2 separate regions of the Nomascus leucogenys genome follow, and region 2 is linked to region 1. The links are chromatin contacts, called in public Hi-C maps. All regions are on one chromosome and are shown on one strand. Each heading gives the region's core, a stretch centred on a gene start, on an enhancer-like site or on the middle of the called end of the contact. The rest is flanking DNA. Distances are from core to core; before and after follow the strand shown. Region 1 overlaps B3GNT2 (N-acetyllactosaminide beta-1,3-N-acetylglucosaminyltransferase 2). Region 2 has its middle 97 kb from the start of B3GNT2.

What was found. Hi-C and Micro-C count contacts between places; a contact is called where the count stands out from the background.
Region 2: a contact with region 1 is called in a Hi-C map of a lymphoblastoid cell line, with 2.6 times the contacts expected there. The contact joins two enhancer-like sites. A contact is called at or near these places in 2 of 4 Hi-C or Micro-C datasets (a lymphoblastoid cell line and an unstated tissue).

What each region holds. Positions count from the first base shown.
Region 1 is chr14:26,728,097-26,731,442 of Asia_NLE_v1, reverse strand. All of the region lies in intron 1 of B3GNT2 (N-acetyllactosaminide beta-1,3-N-acetylglucosaminyltransferase 2), which reads right to left. Among named protein-coding and RNA genes, the nearest start is that of B3GNT2, 9.2 kb to the right of the region's middle. Within about 2 kb of position 1,947, the one cell type or tissue checked has an H3K27ac peak away from gene starts, as active enhancers do. A contact at or near this core is called in a lymphoblastoid cell line, where this site is marked.
Region 2 is chr14:26,815,649-26,819,509 of Asia_NLE_v1, reverse strand. No RefSeq gene overlaps it. Among named protein-coding and RNA genes, the nearest start is that of B3GNT2, 97 kb to the right of the region's middle. Within about 2 kb of position 2,074, the one cell type or tissue checked has an H3K27ac peak away from gene starts, as active enhancers do. A contact at or near this core is called in a lymphoblastoid cell line, where this site is marked.

The DNA of each region.
Region 1 (3,346 bases), core at 698-3,197:
ATACCAATGACATTCATTGTATTTTAAGTAATTTAATAAACTGCTTTGGGAAGTCTCAATTTCTTGGTAGTTAGGATGAAGGTTTCCAGTGACACATTTTCTTAAAAGAGAATATGCCCTTGGTTACAGTGAAGGGGACACCAGAAAGTGAGGCACTACAACTTCAGACTGCAGGACTCCTTGGCTTATCCATCTGGAGTCTTGTAGGGGAGCAGCTTGGAGAGAGCTGCCTGACTCGCTCTTCCAAAAGGAGGCACAAAGAGTGCAGAAAGTTCTGCAGAATAGGCATGTGTAGAGATTTTTAAATAATGTTGTACTAGGCCAGGCACAGTGGCTTACACCTGTAATCCCAGTGCTTTGAGAGGTGGAGGTGAGAAGATCGCTCGAGGCCAGCCTGGGCAACATAGAGAGACCCTGTCTCCACAAGAATAAAAAATACATAAAAATAATATTGGATTAAAGTGCATGGTATGATACTTTGGGGAAGGGAAAAAAAATAGAGAAATGAGATAAAGGTATCAAGGACACTCCTTATAATAAAACAAATTAACCACTGCCCACCTAGTGCCCACCCATTAGCTGAGTGAGGGCTTGTCTATATGCCATGGGCGCAACTGGATACACAGTCAAGTGGTGACTGAGGTGTCTTCATTTCACAGAGAAGTAAACTGGCTCACTGGATCGGAAAGTTGTCTGATGTTCCCAGAAAAAGTAGCGGGAGAGGGCAGGAACTAAGAATCCAGATGGGCCGCCGCCAGCCCAGAGCTGCATGGAGGGAAATGGGCATCCCCATTCTCGCTGAGCACATCCAAGCTGATCCTTGATCCAGGCAGGCCACCCCTAAAACCCCTCCCGGAGGCCTCTAGACACCAGCACCCCTTAACAACAACTACTATCCTCCCCACCCATACCTCTGCTCAGCCTGGTTTCTCCTGGCTTAAAACGTCCCTTATCTTGCTTCTCTCCATCTTTACCCCCATCCTTGAAGGCCCAGGTTCAAATCCTGTCTCCTCCTCCATGAGGACAGCCTCGATTCCCCCACTCCATCGATTTCATCCTCTCCTCCTGGCACTCAGGATCCCCCAAAAGGAGTACCAAGCCCTCACCGCCTGGAATCCACTCTCTTGGCTATGATGCTTCCCAGGAGAAATGGTTCCAGGTGAGCCGGGAGGCTGGAACTAAGCAGCCTGTTCCTCAGGTGGCAAATGACAGCCAAGGGCTGGCAGGCCCCGCCCACAGCACCCAGCCGCTAAGTGCCAGCGCTCCTCCTCTCACACTGAGCATCCAGTTAAATTGGGCTCCCTCTAGGATGCTGCCTCTTCTCCACAGTCAGAGATCATCCTCCTCCCAGAGGACAACACTTCTAGTGACGTGTGACCCTGGGTGGCAACTTCAGAGCAAGGTGGCAAACAAGCAAACCAGCTCCCTGCTCCGTGCTCCGTCTCGGATTCCTGTCCCGCCTCTTCTCCCTTTCTCAAAGGCTGGTTAAATCCCAACACCTTACTGACAAGTGTTTCAGGACTGTTCTTTTCAAGTTGTTTCTTTTTAAATATCAAAATAAACCATATACATTTTAAAATACGTATCCTCAAAAAAAGTAACACTTTGGCCTTTTATCCAAATGTTCTATATAAGGGGAGGCATCATTCAGGCCTTCAACCAAGACTTGCTTCAATATTTAAAGAAGTGCAATAGTAACATAGCTTTCTCTGGCCACCTGCCAAGAAAAGTTTTTGTCACCACGGTAAAAAGAGAACACGTTTGCTCAGTATGTGGGCACCCTATTGAACTGCTTAGACACTGGGCCTCTTTTACTAAGCAATTTAAGTCACCTCAGTTTTAAGCGAGTCTCTGCACGTTCCCTTCATATACCGTAGATGATCACATATGTGGAGGGACCAGGGACCACAGCAATCCCAATGCCACGGGCTTCCAATCTCCCTGGTCTGCCTCTCACTCTCCCTGGGGGCATCCAACCTCTCCCCCAGCCTCCACTATCTCTAAATTGATGACTGCACATTCTGTGGTCCAGTGTGACCTCCTCTCTCTCCCTCTCTGGATGGTGCCCATGGGCCCTTAGTCGTGAGTGGGGTAGAGAGGAAAATAAAGAATCATCACCCTGAAGCCGCTGGTGGCTACCTGAAGCTTCATGATACCATTCTCTGTATCTGCACTTGTTTGAAAATTTCCATTATATAGAGTTAAAAAAAAGACGATCCATCAGAACTTTGAGAAATAAAAGTTTTTTTAAAAAAAGAAATATTCAGTTAAAAATAGGAGTATTCATGAGAGATATTTTAAGTTCATTTGAAGGAAATAATTCCTTATGTGGTAAAGGAAAAGAAGAAAAATATAATGGCTGCATCTCAAGAATAAAGTTACATAAGTTCCTTATAAACAAGCTTCAAATACAACCATAAAATAATAAAGGTAAAAATACATCTCACTAGTTCCAAATGTTGACTATTTAGAAAGGATAACATTTGTAACACTTCGACCCTTTCATTAGACAAATATATTTGAATCTGAAAATATCATCTGGCTTGCTAGTGAACAATCTAGAGCCAGATCTGGAGGGTTAAAAACACACAGGTGCACATAAAACTCCCCAGAATTGTGTTATTCCCTGATCAAGACTCAAAAAAGAAGTACTTTGGAGAACCAGTTGGATGTTAAGTGCTTCTCAAAGAAAATAAACAATTAGAAAAATTTCTACCAGGCACTTTGGGAGGCTGAGGCAGGTGGATCACCTGAGGTTGGGAGTTCGAGACCAGCCTGACCAACACGGAGAAACCCTGTCTCTATTAGAAATACAAAATTAGCCAGGCGTGGTGGTGCATGCCTGTAATCCCAGCTATTCAGGAGACTGAGGCAGGAGAATTGCTTGAACCCAGAAGGCAGAGGTTGCAGTGAGCCAAGGTCATGCCACTGCGCTCCAGCTTGGGCAACAAGAGGGAAATTCTGTCTCGAAAAAAATTCTGAAGCACAAATAAACTGCAGCAAGTTTATGGTCCATAGAAATATCTTCCCAGAGTATTAACACTTTCATATTCATGAGTTCAATGGATTCCAATAATAAACATGTGAAGTTGGCTGTGCAGGTTTCATGCTATTTTGCAGGGTGGTGGGAAACAGGAGCTAAGTGGGTTGCCATAGTTACAAAGACATTTGATGTCAGCTCTGGGACCAAAACCTACTTCAAGTTCTCTACCTCAGCCAGTCCCCAACCCCCCACTCCCAGGATCTCCACTCCCTGTGACAGCTCTTGCTGCTTCTGGGGTCTTGCACCAATAGCAATCTCCACTATTTCCCCCATCTTCAGCCTCTCCCTCTCCAAAGGCTCCAG
Region 2 (3,861 bases), core at 825-3,324, 88 kb before region 1:
TTGACAGAGGGGGACAGATAGGGCGTCTCCACAGGCAAGGCTGTGGGGATTGGTAAGACGGGCACACCCATAACTCCCGAGTCACTGACAACCCTCTGCATCCTTTGAAAGAGTCATTTTCAAAAAGTCAAAAACATGGTTGTAAGGGATGGCCCAAGGGAGTTTTTTAGGGGGATGATGGACCTGTTTTGCATCCTAATTGTGGTAGCAGGTATGCAACTATATATGGGTTAGAATTCGTAGAACTGTAAATGAAGAAAACCCTCAATTTTGCCAGATGTTAATTTTTCAAAATTAAATTTTAAAACATGGCTTTCACACAAATATAGAATGAACATGTATCTAAAAAGTGTTTAACTAATCAGTGAGAGAAACAGCAGGATGATAGAGCTGTTTTAAAAAAAAATGTAAGAGACATCAAAATAGTTACAATCACTGAAGAAAAGAATATTAAAGTAATATTGTTAAATCACTTTATATAAAACCTTAGCCTTTCTTTCTCTTCTTTTTTTTTTTTTTAAGATGGAGTCTTGCTCTGTTGCCCAGGCTGGAGTGAAATGGCATGATCTCTGCTCACTGCAACCACTGCCTCCCAGGTTCAAGCGATTCTCCCACCTCAGCCTCCTGAGTAGCTGGGATTACAGATATCCACCACCATGCCTGGCTAATTTTTGTATTTTTAGTAGAGATGTGGGAGTTTTGCCATGTTGGCCAGGCTGATCTCAAACTCCTGACCTCAGGTGATCTGCCCACCTCGGCCTCCCAAAGTGTTGGGATTGCAGGCGTGAGCCACTGCGCCCGGACTTAGCCTTTTTTTCCCCCTTTTCCTTTGTTTTTACAATTTTTTATGGGGCAATACTTCATTCCATAAAATAGAATGAGTGTCCTCCCTGGCCTTTTGACTAAAATACTTTTATTTGTGTCACTATAAAACAAGCCTGCACCCTGTCAGTTTCCTATGCCTTTGTCATAAAGTTGTAAAATAACCTAATGAGTAGTAAATAGCACGTTAGACAAAGGTCTACACCCCTAGAAAGTCAGGTAATTCCTCGGACAGGCCTGCCAGACAACGCCCAAAGCTGACATGACTCAAAGGACCTGCAGGAATCTCTGCTCCATTTTCAAGTCTTGGACAATTTTCCCATTCCTATTTCCCAGGGGAAAGGAAACGGGAATGTGAGGCCCACAGCTGTCCCCAGGGAGGAAATAGTGAGCTGAGCTATCAAAGAAGGGAGAGGCCCAGGGATGTCCTGTGGTCCTAAGGAAGCTAGCTGGCCTGCGTCCTAGCGGGACATCAGTGGTTTTGCAAAATATAGGCGTTCATAGAAAAGACAGCAGGAAAGAAAACCAGACAGGGCTGTCTGGATCCACAGACGACCCAGATCATCCTCAGACCCACCAGATTCATTCTTGCCCCAGGGTTCCAGATCCATGGCAGGTGGCACAGCCTGGGACCTGGCCTCTCCCTCTAGGTTTCATGGGCACTATTCCAACTGCCATGACTTCAGGTGGGTCCCTCGGCCTTTCTTTTTCTTTTTTTTTTGAGATAGAGTATTGCTCTGTCGCCCGGCTGGAGTGTAGTGGTATGATGTCAGCTCACTGCAACCTCCCCCTCCCAGGTTCAAGAGATTCTCCTGCCTCAGCCTCCTGAGTAACTGGGATTACAGGCGCACACCACCACACCGGGCTAATGTTTGTATTTTTAGTAGAGATGGGATTTTGCCATGTTGGCCAGGCAGGTCTTGAACTCCTGACCTCAGGTGATCCACCCGCCTCAGCCTCCCAAAGTGCTGGGATTACAGGCATGAGCCACTGCGCCCAGCCCCTCGACCTTTCTTTTTCAGTCATTGGAAATGGGACACATTAGCCCTGTCTGCTCAGAGGGGAACTCCAAAGCTAGCCCAGAGCAGATGTGGGAGTGGATTTGGCCTCCTCCGGACCCCTCCAGCTGGGTGGAAGGGGTTTTGCCAGCCAGTTCCCCCAGGACAGCATCTGAGTGCAGGTGGACCCTGGTGACTGTCCCCATGACAGCCGAGGCTCTGGAAACCACAGCGTGTCTGCAGCTGCAGGGTCTTCTTTTGTGGGAAGGGGAAAAGCAAAGCTGCTCTGAGGGAATGCTAAAAATGTGCTCAGCAGAGAGGCTCGGGGCTGGGAGAGGAAGGTGAGGCGGGAGCCTGTAAACAAAAGGCCACGGCCCTGAGAAATCCAGGAGGAGCTTGTAGGAGGCGGGGGCCAAACAGCCCTGGCTGCAGCCTGTGCCAGACCAGCCAGGCTCCCTGTTTACAGAGCTGGTCACATTGGGGCAACCAGAACCAGGGCTTGCTGAATTCTTCACCTCCTAGGTGACTGAACGGAGCTGGGAGGAGTCAATTCAGTCCCCTTGGCCTTCATGCCAGCTGGCCTCTCCCGAGGTTAATAATTCAGGCTTCTCCAGCCAGTGGGCCCAGGGCCTGCGTCAGGGCTGTGAACTGTGGTTTCTGTTTCCCTGGCTGCCTCCCCACAGTGCTAGGCCAACAGTGCTGCCAACAAGAAGACCCTCCTCAGCCACCCACCAGTGGGGGCATCCTGCCTGACCTTCAGCCTGCCCCAGCCTGCTTCCCATGCCCACAGGGTGGGCGGGTATCCTGCAGCTCCTCTGGTTACTGTTCTCTGGCAGCCGCCCAATCCCTGCCCTGGGCCACTGGATTCACACCTCACCAGGCACAGTTCAAGGAAGGGAAGCTCTCATTGCCCTCCCTCCTCCATGCCCTTCTCATGCTTCATTCCCAATCCTGTGCCCCAGGTGCCTCTACTCCCAGACCTGGACTCACTGGTAAGTGGGGGACCAGGATGGCAGAGGGCAGGAATACAGCTGCTCCCCTTTCTCCAGACCCCTAACTCTGTTCACAATTGTCAAGAAAGCCCCAGACCACTGACATGATGGTATGGGTAGGAACCGGGGTGACAGCTCTGTGGCCTGAATGTCTGGACAGGGCAAAGAAGGATCCTGGGAGACCTCATTCCCCCTTGGTGGGTTCCTGGCATTCCTATCATGGGCTTGAGCCAGAAAAAGTGACCATTGAAAGAGCATCCACCTCAGACACTGGCTAGGGCAGAGGGTCAGTTCAGCAACCTGCCCTCCCTGGGTTCTAGGCTCCCCCCAGTACATCAGCTGGGGACAAGCAGAGTTTGAACAAAACAAGAGAGGGTCCCTGCTGGTGGAACTTCTCACGGGGAGCTGGAACTTCTCACGGGGAGCTGAAGTGGGGCTGCTGCTGTGGTGGGGCTCACACTGAGGAGGCAAGAAGCCTTCTGCCTTGGCAAATGTAATCGCCAGGTAGCAGGGACTCTGGCAGGTGGCAGGCAGCTCAGGGCCTTCAGAGAAATCTGGAGAGCCCTGGACAACAGCCAGGAGAAATGTGGGAATATAGAGGAGACGGCAGTCCTTAAAGGACCCCAGATTAGGCAACTTTCAGTTTCAAAGTGACTGAAAGTTTCTCTACCTCTTCAGTGGGAAGAGCCTAGAGGACTGCTTTGCTGACTTTGGCACTCAGACAGAACCTCCTGGATAAGAGGCAGGGAAAATACCTCTTACATAACCTCAACTTTTCGAAAGCCAGGGCATGCCACTGATACATAACGAGATTGCTTTGATCTAAGAGTTCTCCAGAGCTAGTCTTCTTTTCACTAGGGATGAATGAAAAACACACTGTTTTTCCTCTGCTCTCACACCACAACCACCAGCACAGAAAACCTGGGTGACCAGATGTGTGGGGATTTCTCTCCACCAATAAGCAGGCAAGCAAGCAATTCCACAGCAGACGCCAGCTGTTCAATCACGATTTACCTGGAGATAGTGTCAGATCCCACAGGTTGAGGGTT